Linked DNA regions of Zea mays: region 1 is linked to region 2. Evidence: chromatin contacts called from public Hi-C data. All regions are on one chromosome and are shown on one strand. Each heading gives the region's core, a stretch centred on a gene start, on an enhancer-like site or on the middle of the called end of the contact. The rest is flanking DNA. Distances are from core to core; before and after follow the strand shown. Region 1 holds the start of LOC100856957 (glutathione S-transferase GSTU6). Region 2 holds the start of LOC100191626.

Region 1 (3,803 bases), core at 367-2,866, 180 kb before region 2:
CGCCAGGCGCCAGCGCCTGCTTCACCCGTATGGCCGTATGCAGATGCAGTACGCGCTCAGCCAATCGCCTACTCCCCCAGCAGCAGCCAGCAGCAACCCCGCTCCCGCTGCCGCTCGTCAACTCGTGCCAGTAACTGAAGCTTGTTGCTCTGCCTCTGCTGAGGCAGGAAGAACCGAAGAAATAGAATGGGCCACGCAGAATGCAATCTGGCTGCTGCCATTGCAGAATTACGGAGCTGTTACCGAGCGGTCGTTGGGTGCTGATATATGCATAAACTATGCAATAGATTAGCTTGAGCGACCATCGACGTTTCCTTTTGACTGTCCGAGTGGACGGTTTGGAATCGCTGATGACGAGCTGCCTGCCTTTTTTTTATCTTAAACCTCAGGCGTCAGCGCTGACGCCGATTAGGCTCGGGCTTTATTGTCTTTTCCTTGCGCGTATATGGGATTCAGGTACGAGCGGATGATGCCAGAACCATCATCAGTAGCATTTTAGCCCCCAAAGACATCCGTTTATTCGTCTGGACACAATCAAAGCCTTTCTTGAACCCCAGTACACACCTATTAACGCACGGAAAAGTACACGAACACTGAGCTTCCTGTTACAGCGATCAGTAACCAGCAGGTGAAGGTGGAGCCCGTTTAGCCAGAAACCCCTTGTAGTGCTCCAACAGCCTTCCAGCGTCCGGCATCACCTCCCTCACGGCGTCCACCGCCAAGAAGCGCTCCGCCCACGCCGTCAAGGCCGGGAACTTGGCCTCGTCCAGAAGCTTTACGCCGGCCGCCTCGTCCACCACCCTGATCCACACCACGAAGCTCCCGAGCGCGATGTCCACGAGCCCGACGGCGTCGCCGCCGAAGAAGGGTTTCCCCCTGGAGCACTCCCTGAACGCCTGCTCCAGCGTCTCCACCACGGGGACCACGCCGCCGAGCGCCTCCGCCGCCTTCTCCGCCGTCGTCGACCTGTACAGTTTGATCCACTCCTTGCAGAACTGCATAAATAGCGCAGAACCATTCGGTGTCAACTAGAACTAGCGCAAAGAAGCAAGGTTAGCTTGCGGCCGGCCTCGCTCTGCACTATTATTACCTTGTCGTCGACGTAGGCTGCCCAGAAGCGAGCCGTGGCGCGGTCGTGGGCGTCGGCAGGAAGGAGAGGGGTCCCGGTGCCTGCTGCCCAGGTCTCGTCGACGTACTGCACGATGACGAGCGACTCGCACACGGGGCGGCCGCCGTGGACCAGGACGGGCACCTTCTTGTGCACCGGGTTGAGCTTCAGCAGCAGGTCGCTCTTGCTGAAGAGGTCCTCCTCGATGAACTCGTAGATGAGCCCCTTCAGCCCCAGCGCCACCTTGGCGCGGATCACGTAGGGGCTGTACCATGAGCTCAGCAGCTGCAGCTCGCCTCCGGCCGCCATTGCAGTCTTAGCAGTTAGCAGTTTAGCACTCGCAGGCTCGTAGGACTTTCGTTGGAAATTCTAAACTGTTTCACGATTTGCGTCGAGCGGAAGGGGCGACTGGGCGAGCGCCGAGCGACCATATATTTAACGAGCTGAGTTGACCAGTCAACTTTGAATCGTTGATTGGTGAACCGACGTTGCTAGTCGGCGGGCGCGCTTTGTTGGCACGGCTTGGGCTCCAAGCAGGGACGGAGGCCGTAATTTTTTTTATTTGGACCCTTTTCTTGAAAAATTCTCACGTTTAGATCTTTGAATAACTTAGGGCCCGTTTGGCAAAGCTCCAGCTCCTGCTTCTTTAGCTCTAGATCTTGATCCTTGTGAGGAGCTGATCCTCCTGATTCTCCTAGAAAATCAGAATCATTTTTAAAACCGTTTGGCAAGTAAACTGATTCTTGTCTTCTGAGAGTTGGTGGTCTGTGGCGATTGTCTGTTTTACTCTTTGCAGTTCAACTTTATTACAAATCAATAAGTAGGATGCATATACGGGGAAAAAATATGAAAAAATAACATATAAAATATTCCCATCATAGTAGTGCATAAAATGGTCTCAAATGTTTAATCCATAAATTGGCTCGTTATGTTTTTGTCCAATGGCAATTGCGGGTAATTTCGATCAAACTTTAAGGGGAGATCTATATTTGGTTGGTTGAGGAGCTGTTTTAAGGGAGGGTAGAGCAGGTTTTTTTAGATCCCACCTTTCTTCACAAAAACGACTCCCGATCTTTCGGCTCCACACGAGAATCAGTTTTAAAAAATACCCGTTTGGCACGGCTCCTCCAGATCCTCGCTTAGAATCAGGAGCTGGAGCTGTGCCAAACGGGCCCTTAATTTCGATTTTGAACACTTTGCTCGGGGCCAAAAGCTGTGGCGACGAGGTAACACGGCTCAGCGCCATAAATTTTAGCGCCGAGGTGTGTCCTTCGCTGGCAACGACAGGCTGACGCAGCGTTGACGTGGCTAAACTCGGCACCATGATTTATGGCGCCGAGGTCCGATCAAAATCAACCGAAACGATCGTCAAACTGATGACCACCAGTGAAATTTAATTTTTTTGAGCTAAGAGATTATGCAGTCGGTCAACACATAAACAAGGGTTCAGTCTCAAATCATGAACAGTGAATAATCATCGCCATATAACAAACAAAAATGTGTGGTTGATCTTGACAGGACGATGAAATTTTTGGCTGATCAGTCAAACATGAGCAGTACAACTGCATGCTGGTGTGTACTACTTTAGCAATTGCATATACACCTAGCGTGAAGCAGCTGCCGACCGAGCTGCATCCAGCAGTTAGTATTAACTAGTCTTTCCCATGTTTGGTCGCCGGTACATCGTCTGCGTGTGTCTGTCTGTCTGTCGGATAAACGCATGCAACGCCTTAGCTTGCGCCGAGGAAGCAACATGCATCGTCCTAGCACTGGCACACATGCAAGTTGCTCGATCCCATGGTCGCATGCGCCTCCTCGTGTATTTTTACCATTTAATTCTGGAAGATCTCCGCTGGGGTAAAAAATGACAACCGCTGAGTGTGAGTGCTACCTATTGTTACACTTTTATGTTTGACCGGACATCGGCGCCATGAATTATGGCACCGAGCTCGACCACGTCGACACCGCGTCAGCCTGTTGTTGCTAGCCAAGAACGCACCTCGGCGCCAAGGTCTGTGACGCCGAGCCGTGTTACCTCGGCGCCACAACCTTTGGCGCCGAGCAAAAAATCCAAAAAAACGAGATTAAGTCATTTAGAGGTGAGCATTTTTCAAAAAAATGGTTAAAATACAAAAAAATACGGGGACAGAGACACGGTGGACCGGGCCGGACTCCATCTACCACCTCCGAGCCCATATAGCTTTAGCTTTATTAGAGTCTCTCCTATAATTTAAAATACACAAAATATAAATTTAGAATGATCCTATACTCTATCGATTTAGTTTAGTTCTTCCTATTTTTTTTTGATTTCGTCCCTACCTCCAAGATAGATGCAAATAAAAAGTTTCCTAAAAATTAAAATAATACATTATTTAATTTGTTTAAAGAACTAAAAATAAATTAATCTCTAACAGTTAAACTACTTTGTCTACTGCTTCGTCATCTTTGTAGAGGATTTTCACCTTGAGGTCCACTTCTAGCAGCGTTGGAGTGGGTAGGAGATGGGGATAATGCTCGTTGACATCACAACGATCGCCAGCAACCCCATATAGCTCCTCGTTGCCGCTGCTCCATCATGCGCGATCAGCAAGGGCCGCTATCCTTTTGCTTCCACTACCACCGCTACACAGCCACAATACTACCATGGTGTCTTCTTCCTACCGCGTCGAGGCCACCACGTCTCGATGACCCCTGT
Region 2 (4,202 bases), core at 1,234-3,733:
AAAAAAACAGAAGGGGGGGGGCGGTTGAACCGGCCCTAGGGCGGTTGAACCGGCCCTAGGCGGGGCGCGGGCGCGGGCGGCTGAACCGGCGGGGCAGGGGGCGGCGCAGGGGGCGGCCGAGCCGGGGGGGGGGCGGCCGAACCGGCGGGCAGGGAGGCGGCGCAGGGGGCGGCCGAGCCGGGGGGCGGGGCGGCCGAACCGGCGGGCAGGGAGGCGGCGCAGGGGGCGGCCGAGCCGGGGGGCGGGGCGGCCGAACCGGCGGGCAGGGAGGCGGCCGAACCGGCCATGGGGAAAGGGGAGAGGGGATGGGGGAGGGAGGAGAGGGGGAGGGGGAGCTCACCGGGGAGGGGCGCGACGGCGAGGGGCGGCCGGCGGCAGGGGCGGCCGAGGGCGGCGGTTGGGCAGGGGGCGGCGGCGGCTTAGGGCAGGGGTAGGGGCGGCGGCTTAGGGAGAGGGAGAGAAAATGAGAGAAAATGAGAGGGAGAGGGAGAGGGTTTGGGGAAAAAGGGGAGGTGGGGGGGCGGTTGGGCCTATTGGGCCCAGGGGGGGGGCGCGCAGGGGCGGCTGGGCCGGCCGGGGTCGGCCCACGGCGCGGGAGAGAGAAAAAAAAAGGAAGAGAGAGAGAAAAGAGAAAGAAAAGAGAAAGAAAACATTTTCGAAATCCGATTCTTCTACATGAATGCATTTGCACTTTCAAAGCAATCAAAGGAAATGCAAGGTTCGGCATGGTGCATCGAGCAACATAAAGCATTTAGGGTTTTTCTTACACGGGAAATCCAAACCGAATCCCGCTAGAACTTTGGAAAAGGTCAAGGTTTAGCGAGGGAAAAAGAAAAGGAAAGGTAACGCCCGAATTTTGGCGAGTAAAGAAAAGAAAAAATTCAACTGCAAAAATTCGGGGCGTTACAACCAGACAGCCTCTCCAACGGCTATTTTAACTATTTGCCTAGCGCGCTACGACTAGTTGAGGTCACCAAACAGTAAGATGTTCTCCAGTCATTCTCCTATTTAGCTCTTCCTACATACTATAACTCAACAATTTGTTATTTTTATATCATTTTTAAAATATTAAATTTTGCAAAACTCACCCAACCAAATCACTTCCACGCTCGTAATCTCCACTAAATCCATCAAACAAATTACAGCCAGACTTAACACAACATCAAAACCAACGATACAGTTAACTGAATACCCCACTCTGCATTACCCACTCAAATCTAATGGATAATATTATTTGGATCATCCCTCATCTCTCAGCCTCTCCACGCATCCCTTCTCCCATCCTCTCCCTCACTCGTGTCGTCGTCGTCGTCGCCATCAACCTCTCCCCTCGTGTTGTCGCTGCTATCGTCGTCGTCGATCCCTCCCCTTCGCTTCCCTTCCTAAGTGTTGGGGACTTGTTCTCAAATGCTATGCTTTAAGAACAAGACAACATAAAATGTTAAATGTTAATGCCCTTCGTCCGCTGAAACATTATTTCCTCAAGGATTTAATGAACTTCGGACGAAGGTTAAAATGACACAATTACGAAGGTTGAATCTTCGTAATTGAATTCTCAGAGAATATATAAAATACTGCAAGATATAAAGCATTAAAGACAAGTAAATTATGAGTAGACAACATCATTTACATATTATATAAACTTGATATATTCAAATATAATATTTAGATATATTTATACCTATGCCTTGGCAAAGAATAATTTCCGAGTGATGCGACTACAATTACAGGAATGCCTGAACAGTAAAGGAATAATGTTCACTATTTATAGGCACATGACATAGCCTGTGAGCAATTACAATCATACCCCTCATAAAAGTTTACAACAACGACTCAAACTCTTATGGACTAAAAGGTCATTCTATCTTTAAGTCGGTTTGTAATTCCGAAGCTTCATGAACGGCACCCTTCGGCATCACGTACAGACAACTTCTTCCTGCAGGACCTTCGACGACGAAGCATGATCCCAACACTAAGATCGTAACATTAACATAGGTTATATACTAGTTGTTATTAGGTTAGGGATTAGTGTGAGGCCTAGGATTGGAAACGAGGTGAGCCTCAGTTCGTCTCGCGAGCCACACCCTGATAAATATTATTACATTATAAAATAATTAATAATATATAAGTGGAATATAAAATCATCATTCAATATCACGAGTAATCTAAATTATGAAATATTATAAATTCATCATCAAAAGCTAAGAAATAACCCTATTATCTATAGAATTATCCAATATTCATTGTTATTTTGCAGATTAATTAATTTGACAACTAATTGGCTTAAGCTCGACTTGCCCCTCCGCCGAACTAAAAAAAAATAGATTTTAGACTCGCCAGAGACTCACGAGCCATTCTAAACCATTCAAGTTCGAGCGGACTCGCGGGACTCTAGTTTTTTTTTCAGCCTAGTGGTGCCACTGGTTGATCGAACAAATATACTCGGTTCACCGAGCACAAGGAATCGGGCACGGACCAAAACGGGTGAGGATTGAGGAAAGGATGGGGACGACACACGCACACCAGAACTCAGGGTCTCAACCGCCGAGGCCGATCGAGCGAGGCAGACCGACACCATGTGGCTGCCGCACGCGTCCGACCTCCGCGCCTTCCTCGCGGCTGCTGCCGTCGCGCATCTCTCCTCCTCCAGGGCCTCCCGCGCCTCCCCGTGCGCGACCCCGCCACCTCCGCGGTTCCGCGCGTTCGCCTCCTCCCGCGCGTCGCCGCCGCCCTCGCCCTCGCAAACGGGATCAATCGCCTCTGCCGCCGCAGCAGCATGCGAGCATGTGGCGGAGAAGCCCGCTACATGCACGGCCGACGAGCTGCACTACGCGCCCGTACCGGGCACCGAGTGGCGGCTCGCGCTATGGCGGTACCTTCCGCCGCCTGAGGTGATGAGTTAATATAGATGACTGCTTATATGGGAATGTGATTGGTGGTGCTTCGCTTGTTTTTTTGTTGCTGATTCTGTGTGGTGGTTTCGTTTGCACAGGCGCCAAAGAGGAATCACCCGCTGATGCTGCTGTCTGGAGTGGCCACGAACGCCATTGGGTTCGACCTGTCGCCTGGGGTGAGTGAGGCAGTGAGCTAGTTCATAATGACGCTATTGTCTACTGGTGTGGTGTCTCCATAAACTACCCTGCAAATAGTGTGTAGTATGTAGTTGTTCTCTGTGAACAAAATTTGACATGTCATGAATTATGAGTCGCTGCGAATCAGGACACTACTCATAGAGAAACTGGCTTTGTTTAGTGCTCCAAATGCAGAATCTGCTGCTGTTCCAAAAAAAAAGGAAAATCAAATAAGGAACAGGTAGAACTTCTTAGTTCTGAATTCAGAAGTAGCTTAGTTCTGAGCAAACAAAATTCTAATGGAAATACATCGGTAGCACGTGCAATGGGCAAAGAGAGATCAACCAACCAGATAGTGACACGACTTCAAAATGATAAAAGTTCATATATATTCCCTCAATTCCAAATTATAATTCACTTTGACTTTATCCTAAGTCAAACTTTTCAAATTTTGGCCAAGTTATTAGAAAAATATATCAAATTCTACAATTTTGAACAGATTCTCTGTCAAAACATATTTCATGAAGAATCTAATAAAGCTAATTTGATGTTCTAGATGTTGGTGATTTTTTCTATAAACTTGATGAAAACTAAAGAATGTGCTACTTAGGACAAAACCAAAGTGAATTATAATTTGGAAGGGGGTAGAATGGAATTTAGTGATAACAAGAAATATGTAGCATACTGAACTTTAATGAGAAAAAATGAGTATTTCTGTAACTGATATAATTATTGCTGGAGTTTGGATGCTACTGGCAAAACTTTTCCCTTGTGAAATATAAACTTGCCAGCTACTCCCTCCATCCACAAATGTTGGTCGTTCTCACATTTGGAGGAGCCAAACATTTTTAACTTTGACCACATTTATATAATAAAATATTAATATTTATATTACATAATTAGTATCATTAGATAGATCTTTGATTCTATTTTTGTAGTAAAGTTATTTGAAGATATAAATATTGCTAATATATTCTATAAATCTAGTTAAACTTTATGAATATCATAGCGACAAACATTTGTGGACGGAGGGAGTATATAGCAGCGCTGAAAATTAACCTTAAACGACAACATGCTAGTTAGTTTCTTTTGTGCACTATCTTAATGTCCTAGTGGCTGCCCATGTATGAT

What was found. A called contact is a pair of places that touch in the nucleus more often than the background predicts.
Region 1: a contact with region 2 is called in a Hi-C map of tassel, with 5 times the contacts expected there. The contact joins the promoter of LOC100856957 here to the promoter of LOC100191626 in region 2. A contact is called at or near these places in 14 of 25 Hi-C or Micro-C datasets (bundle sheath, ear, endosperm and 5 more) and 1 of 3 datasets of contacts at active chromatin or transcription factors (seedling).

What each region holds. Positions count from the first base shown.
Region 1 is chr3:212,408,424-212,412,226 of Zm-B73-REFERENCE-NAM-5.0, reverse strand. LOC100856957 (glutathione S-transferase GSTU6) reads right to left here and starts at 1,616. Exons shown (of 2, transcript NM_001254843.2): 1 at 1,091-1,616; 2 at 499-995. The coding sequence starts at 1,417. The coding sequence ends at 615.
Region 2 is chr3:212,230,257-212,234,458 of Zm-B73-REFERENCE-NAM-5.0, reverse strand. It overlaps LOC100191626, which reads left to right and starts at 2,483. Exons shown (of 10, transcript NM_001137055.3): 1 at 2,483-2,891; 2 at 2,993-3,070. The coding sequence starts at 2,577.